Regions from separate parts of the Zea mays genome. Here region 1 is linked to region 2. The links are chromatin contacts, called in public Hi-C maps. All regions are on one chromosome and are shown on one strand. Each heading gives the region's core, a stretch centred on a gene start, on an enhancer-like site or on the middle of the called end of the contact. The rest is flanking DNA. Distances are from core to core; before and after follow the strand shown.

Evidence for each region. Hi-C and Micro-C count contacts between places; a contact is called where the count stands out from the background.
Region 1: a Hi-C map of tassel shows a contact between it and region 2, with 3 times the contacts expected there. The contact joins the enhancer-like site here to the promoter of LOC118476028 in region 2. A contact is called at or near these places in 2 of 25 Hi-C or Micro-C datasets (ear and tassel).

Annotation. Positions count from the first base shown.
Region 1 is chr1:97,206,784-97,209,679 of Zm-B73-REFERENCE-NAM-5.0, reverse strand. No RefSeq gene overlaps it. Among protein-coding and RNA genes, the nearest start is that of LOC118476028, 200 kb to the right of the region's middle. Within about 2 kb of position 1,484, at least 19 of the 20 cell types and tissues checked have an H3K27ac peak or open chromatin away from gene starts, as enhancers often do. A contact at or near this core is called in ear and tassel, where this site is marked.
Region 2 is chr1:97,006,697-97,009,770 of Zm-B73-REFERENCE-NAM-5.0, reverse strand. LOC118476028 reads right to left here and starts at 1,311. Exons shown (of 2, transcript XM_035964056.1): 1 at 1-1,311. The coding sequence starts at 1,184. The coding sequence ends at 585.

The DNA of each region.
Region 1 (2,896 bases), core at 235-2,734, 200 kb before region 2:
GTACTCGGCAAAGAAGGCTTTGCCGATGCACTGTATGCCGAGCCCTCTTTGCCGAGTGCGACACTCAGCAAAGCCTTTGTCGAGTGTTTTTAAGGCTTTGCCGAGTGCTTCAGTCACTCGGCAAAGCCGGCGATTCCGGTAGTGAAACTAAAATCCTCTTTCTATTTAAAATTAAATATCAAGAGTATTTTAGCTTCTCTAGTGTCATCTGGTATTCTCGCTCCCAAACACACTCTTACTATATGTCTATATAGATATTATGATTTCAGAATAGAAATGCGAAACTAAAATCATGAGTGGCCCTGATACTGAAAAACAATACGGAGTACTACTGGCTAGTATAGGTATATTATATTTTTTATAATAATTAACTGACAGTTTGACGCAGTGACACTGAACATATGGCATACTGACATTAGATGCAGCGATGCAGGTCCTGATCTTTGTGGAACCACTCTGCCATGCATGCATGCAGATGCAGCGAGTCGTACGTACCTGATCAAAAGGCTGCTAGATTTGGCATCGGCCAGCAGTAAGCCTATCCACGTGTAGGTGCTGTGCAGTGCAGCTAACTCTAGCTCAAGTAGGAAGCAAGAGCTAAAAATCACTTTCTAGTTTCAACAAATTGGGACGTACAGGTACATGCATGAGATGCAGTGACGTATAGGTAGCATGCATGTAGTAGATGCTGGGCATAGGAGAGAAGCACCACGTACAGGTACATGCATGAGATGCAAGTGAGTGACACCGCACCGACGGAGCACAGTTTTTTGTTTAGCTGTTTCTGGAGAGCACATGATATTATGGAACGGAGCTTGGAAAAGAGCTAGGGATCGAGATCCATCCATCAGAGGTCATAATCGAATAAAAACTTCACGCCGAACCTCTTTGCACTGACCGACCATAGCCTAGCTTCGCAAGCTAGTCCCGTAGCGTAGCAGATTCGTTCGCGACGGCTGCAGTGCAGAATGAGCAGCTAGCTTTGACAGAAAAAAAAAAGAGGAGCTGTTGGCGGATGGTCCGGGTTCTCGACACCCTCCAGGAGGAGGCGAAGAAGAAGCGCAGCACGGTACAAATACAGATGAATTAAAGCTAATGGAGTGGATTGAGGGGGCTATAATCTTGTACTACTTAATTTTAAATAGTGAGTGATTATAGCCCCCTCAATCCCCTCTATTACCCTTTGTCCCAAACAAGTCCTTAGGTTTCGCAGAAGCCACGCCAAGTGGCCGGCCGGCCGGCCTGCAGTCTTTTACGAGCCAACCTTTAATTCTAATACACCGACGCATCGATGCTCCGATGCTTTTCTCTTTCTCTTTGTCGCTTTCAATCGCCCCGATCGAAAGCGCTTTCATTCTCTGGTTAATGATTGGAGCATGACACGCGCGGAAAGAAAATTCTCGGCGCAGTGCGCTTTACGGGCCTAATCCTTACGTGTAGTTCCTATATGTGGGCTTCTGGTTCATCTGTGATCAAGCTGCCAGAAACTTGGCCCAATGGACACTGGGGCAGCAAACTACCGAGAATGGCCGGGCCCAGTCGTGGTCTTATCGACTTATCGCTGCAACTAGCTAGCTACATCCCCAGCCGCTATCCAATATTTTAAACTAGCCAATGGCGCGCCAGCGCGCGTGAATTTATATACTTATTTGTCCCATAAACACAGAGATAGGACATTATATTATACATATATGTATACAGAGCGTTGCAGTCTGCCAGATAATTATGATCATTGCATAATATACGGTCATCATAGAAAGTGGCGGGCTACAAACAGTACATATTTAGCATCTTTGAGTCTACGTATATATATATTAGGATGTATAGACAAAAGATACTTGGATACTATTTTCCAAATAAGACATAATTTACATACATCTGGTGGTGCGTCGAAGGCTTATCTCTGAAGTTCAAACATCCTTCCTGCGGTGTACGATGAGCAGGTTATTTTGAAGTTGAATAGATTTTTTTTGCAATTGAAGTAAAGGATGGTGATAGAGTATATGCATCAACAAATCGAATGAATAAGATATCCTCGCTGCAATCAGACTTTAAACATTTGCGCCTAGCCCTAATCCAAAAAGAAAGGTAAACCAATGAATTTGAGAAGTGAGAAGATTCTTTCAGTTTAGTACCTTTTCGGTGGTGATTGAAAAGACTGTAGGTTTTGGTCTACAGTTTGAAGACTATCGTCTATTTCAAAGCTGTCATGTTGCTGGCATGTAAGTCAACGTGTAAGCATAATGAAATCTAAATATCTCGAAAAAAAATTGAATTACTAAACACGTTGAATTTAACTTACATGTGGAGAAATGGATGCTGATAGTCTGGACAGTGTTGTAGAGCGCGAAATTCTTTGTTTTGTTTCAGATAAGCTTTGTTGGAGTTGATGGATACACCGGAATGTTCAATTTGGTTGATGGCAAGGATAGGTCTCTTCAATATGAAGCTATGACGGACTTGATGAATTAGATTATATGGCATGTTTGTTTGGGATTATAAGCTGCTTAGATTAGATAGACATTCCATGAATGCCCAAAATTAACATGTCCTGCAGAGGGGCCAAAAAATAAGAAAGCTTAGGGAGAAATCTACATTTTTATGGTAATACTGCACTTTAATATACTGATATGCCTTTTAATAGGTCTGTTAAAGTAAGATAGGAGCATCGAAAGTGCGTACTAAAGATTTATAAAAGATAATTGTTAGTATCATCTGAAATATGAATAAAAAACTTTAAGAAAGCAATACAATAACATGAAATGACATATGTATTCCCTAAATGCATCCAAAAGTAACATGTCCTGCATGAAGCCCAATAGCACGCGCGAGTGGATGCATGGCGATCAGTAAAGGCAAAGGCAGGTCCACATTATGCGGTCCTAGTTTCTGTTAA
Region 2 (3,074 bases), core at 62-2,561:
TTTTAGCTTCAGTCATCCTCCCACAACGGGCCAGGCCATCAATCATTGCTGAATACAAAACAGTGTTTGGGTTTACCTTGGCAGCCACCATTGTCTCCCACACCTTCAATGCCCTGTCAACCTCACCTGACTTGCAAAAACCGGTGATCACAGAGGAAAACACAAAATCACTAGGTGTAAGCCCCTTCCTTCCCATTTCCTCAGACACCTTCCATGCATCCTCCATTCTCCCACACTTCAGCAGTCCATCCACTACTGCCCCGTAAGTCATCAACCCTGGCGGCATCCCCTCACTCTCCATTCTTCTCATCATGCCCGCTGCGTCCCTCGCCCGCCCACACAATAATAAACCATGCAGCAGCACATTGTATGTTGATTCCGTCAGTGTGCAACCCTTCAGCTGCATAAACCGAAACAGCTTGGCCGCCCCATTCACATCACCTGTACGCAGCATCGCCTTGAGCACCGGGTTAAATGCCTCTGCCGCCAAAATGCCATCAACCACCATTTCATGAACCAGCGCCAACGCGTCGTCCACACGCCCTGCATCAGCCAGGGCCGACACGATAGTGGAGTAGGTGAACTTATCTGGCGTAAGATTCCAAGCCGGAATGACATCGTGGAGGATTTGCAACGCAATTGGAAGATACAGGCCTCTGCTCCTTGGAACCAGAGGAACAGATGCACTTAAGGAGGAGGTTGAAGGAGAGCAGAGTGGGGGTGAGGCCGGAGAAGCGGCGCAGGGAGTGGGCAAAGAAGGCTGGTAGGAGATGCTGCGGGAGGGAAAACCGAAGGAGCGAGGAGTTGAAGCAGTGGTGGGTGGTGGCGGCTGAGGTGGGTGGGGACAGGAAGAGGCGGAGCGCGAGGATTGGGAGGGGCGAGCGAGCGAGGGCGGCGATGAGGTGGGGGAAGACGTGTGGGGAGGCGTCGTGGGGCAGGCGCCGGAGGAAGTTGAGGACAGCTGCGGCGGAAGGGGCCGGGGAGGCGACGGCGAGGGAGCGTGCGACGGAGAGGAGTGTGGGTGCGCCGGCGGTGGGGAAGAGCTCCGCGGCGAGCGGGGATTCGTCGTCGGATGTTGACGAGGAGACGGAGGGATACGAGAGGGAGTGGCGGCCGGTGGTCGTTGTCGTGGAGCGGGAGGATTTACTGGTGAGGCGGCGGAGGTGGGTGGTGGGATGGAGCATAGGGGGAGAAGCATGGCGGTCGGAAGGACGGCGGCGGGGGTTTAGGCGGAGGGCCGGCCCCGCAGCCGGGTGTCCGATCAAAATCTCGTTCTAGGGTTTATATGATTGTGCCAATTTGAGATAGATTGGATTGTTTAGAGTGAAATTCCTAGAACATATTTGGCAATAAAGTTTTTCAAAACCACCGTGATTTAAAATTGTTTTTGATATTACCATGGTTTTAACCGACAAGATAAAACCATGGTACTAAAATACATGTTTGGTTTCATAGTTTTTAACGTCCTGTTTGGATCATTGGAATTGAATTTCATTCTAATAATAGTAATTTAGGCATATATCAATTAAGCTAATTATGTTTTATGTCAACTATATTTGTATATTATTATTTGCAAGATGTCGGAGATATTTATGTGATACATTTTTACTATAGAAAAGTGAGACAGAGAGTGCCATATAAGTTATAGAGTAGAAATAAATTCTACTAATGTATAAAATTATTTCCCGTCCTTCACGCCATGAATTTGAGATAGGCTTATATCTGAATTTTGGAAAGTGGTGGAATGTCAAATTTCAAACTAAATAAGTTACTTTATTGAGTGAATTCCAATTCCTCTAAAATGAAGGGATCAAAACGCCCCGTAAGAGTAAAGTGCAATTTCGGTCCTTAACATGTGTGGGTATGTTAATCTGGTCCTGTTGAGCTCTAAAAAGAGCAGTGCGGACGGTCTGGCCTCGAGGCCGGACGGTCCGCGGTCCGGACAGTCCGCGGTGGTGGCGCGGATGGTCCGCGCGTGCGCAGAGTCAGTTAGGGTTCCTAGTTTCTCGCGGGATTTGTTACCTAAAACCGCGGGATTAACTCGGAAATCAGTTTGAAGCGGATCCATACCTCCCCCTTTATATAGATGAAGGGCTACGACCGATTGAACCCCCAACAATCGAACCAATACCACTTCTATCTCGCATTTATTTTCAGCACAATTAGGAGTAGTTCTAGTCTAGTTCTAGTTTAGCCCTAGTTTAGTATTCCAATCCTCAAATTCTCTGCCTCTCCTCGACTCTACGTCGACTAGAGGAGTCTAGGTCGGTCTGCCCGAGCCTAGACGACTCCTAGGATCTCTCCTCCCGACGGGGTCCCTCCCGGGAGCGAGATCCAGGCGCCGCCGACGATCTTCCGCCGCCCCTGCGCACGCGCGGACCGTCCGACCCTAGGGCACGGACTGTCCGGCCGTCAGGCAGGAGATCCTAGCTCCTGCACCAGGTCGCGGACCGTCTGGCCCTGTGCCGCGGACCGTCCGCGTCTGACCAGGGAGCACCGCCGCCTCGCGCCAGGTCGCGGACCGTCCGGCTCTATGTCGCGGACCGTCCGCGCCTGACTAGAGAGCACCGCCGCTGGTTCTTTTGAGTGATTGGCGCCTCCAAAAAGGTGTCAACATACTTTTTGGTGACTCCGCTGGGGATTAGGTGTCTAGACCTGCTAAAAATCGGCCCATAGATGACCGGTTCTAAGGATCACACCAAGATATCCACCACCAACATCATCAAGCCGGCCATGGAGGCGCTCCTGGCTGATGACCAAAGGCCCTTTGAAGACCTCGTAATGCGCGATGAGAAGGAGGTGATGCGGCAATGGAACAAACAACGCGACAAGGAAGAGGCGGAACTGCTGCATAAACTCTCCGAACGGCGCAAGGAGGCGGCGGACAAGTACTTGTCACACTTCACGGTAGATCGCCACCAGAAGTTCGTCCGTCAAGGGGAGATCGATATGGAATCTCTCCTGCCTCCACTTCAGGGTCCCGCTGTAAGTACTCCAGATCTATCTCTTACGACTTTCATGGATCAACGAGGAGATCAGTTAAAGCAATATGTAGATGAATCTATTAAAATGCA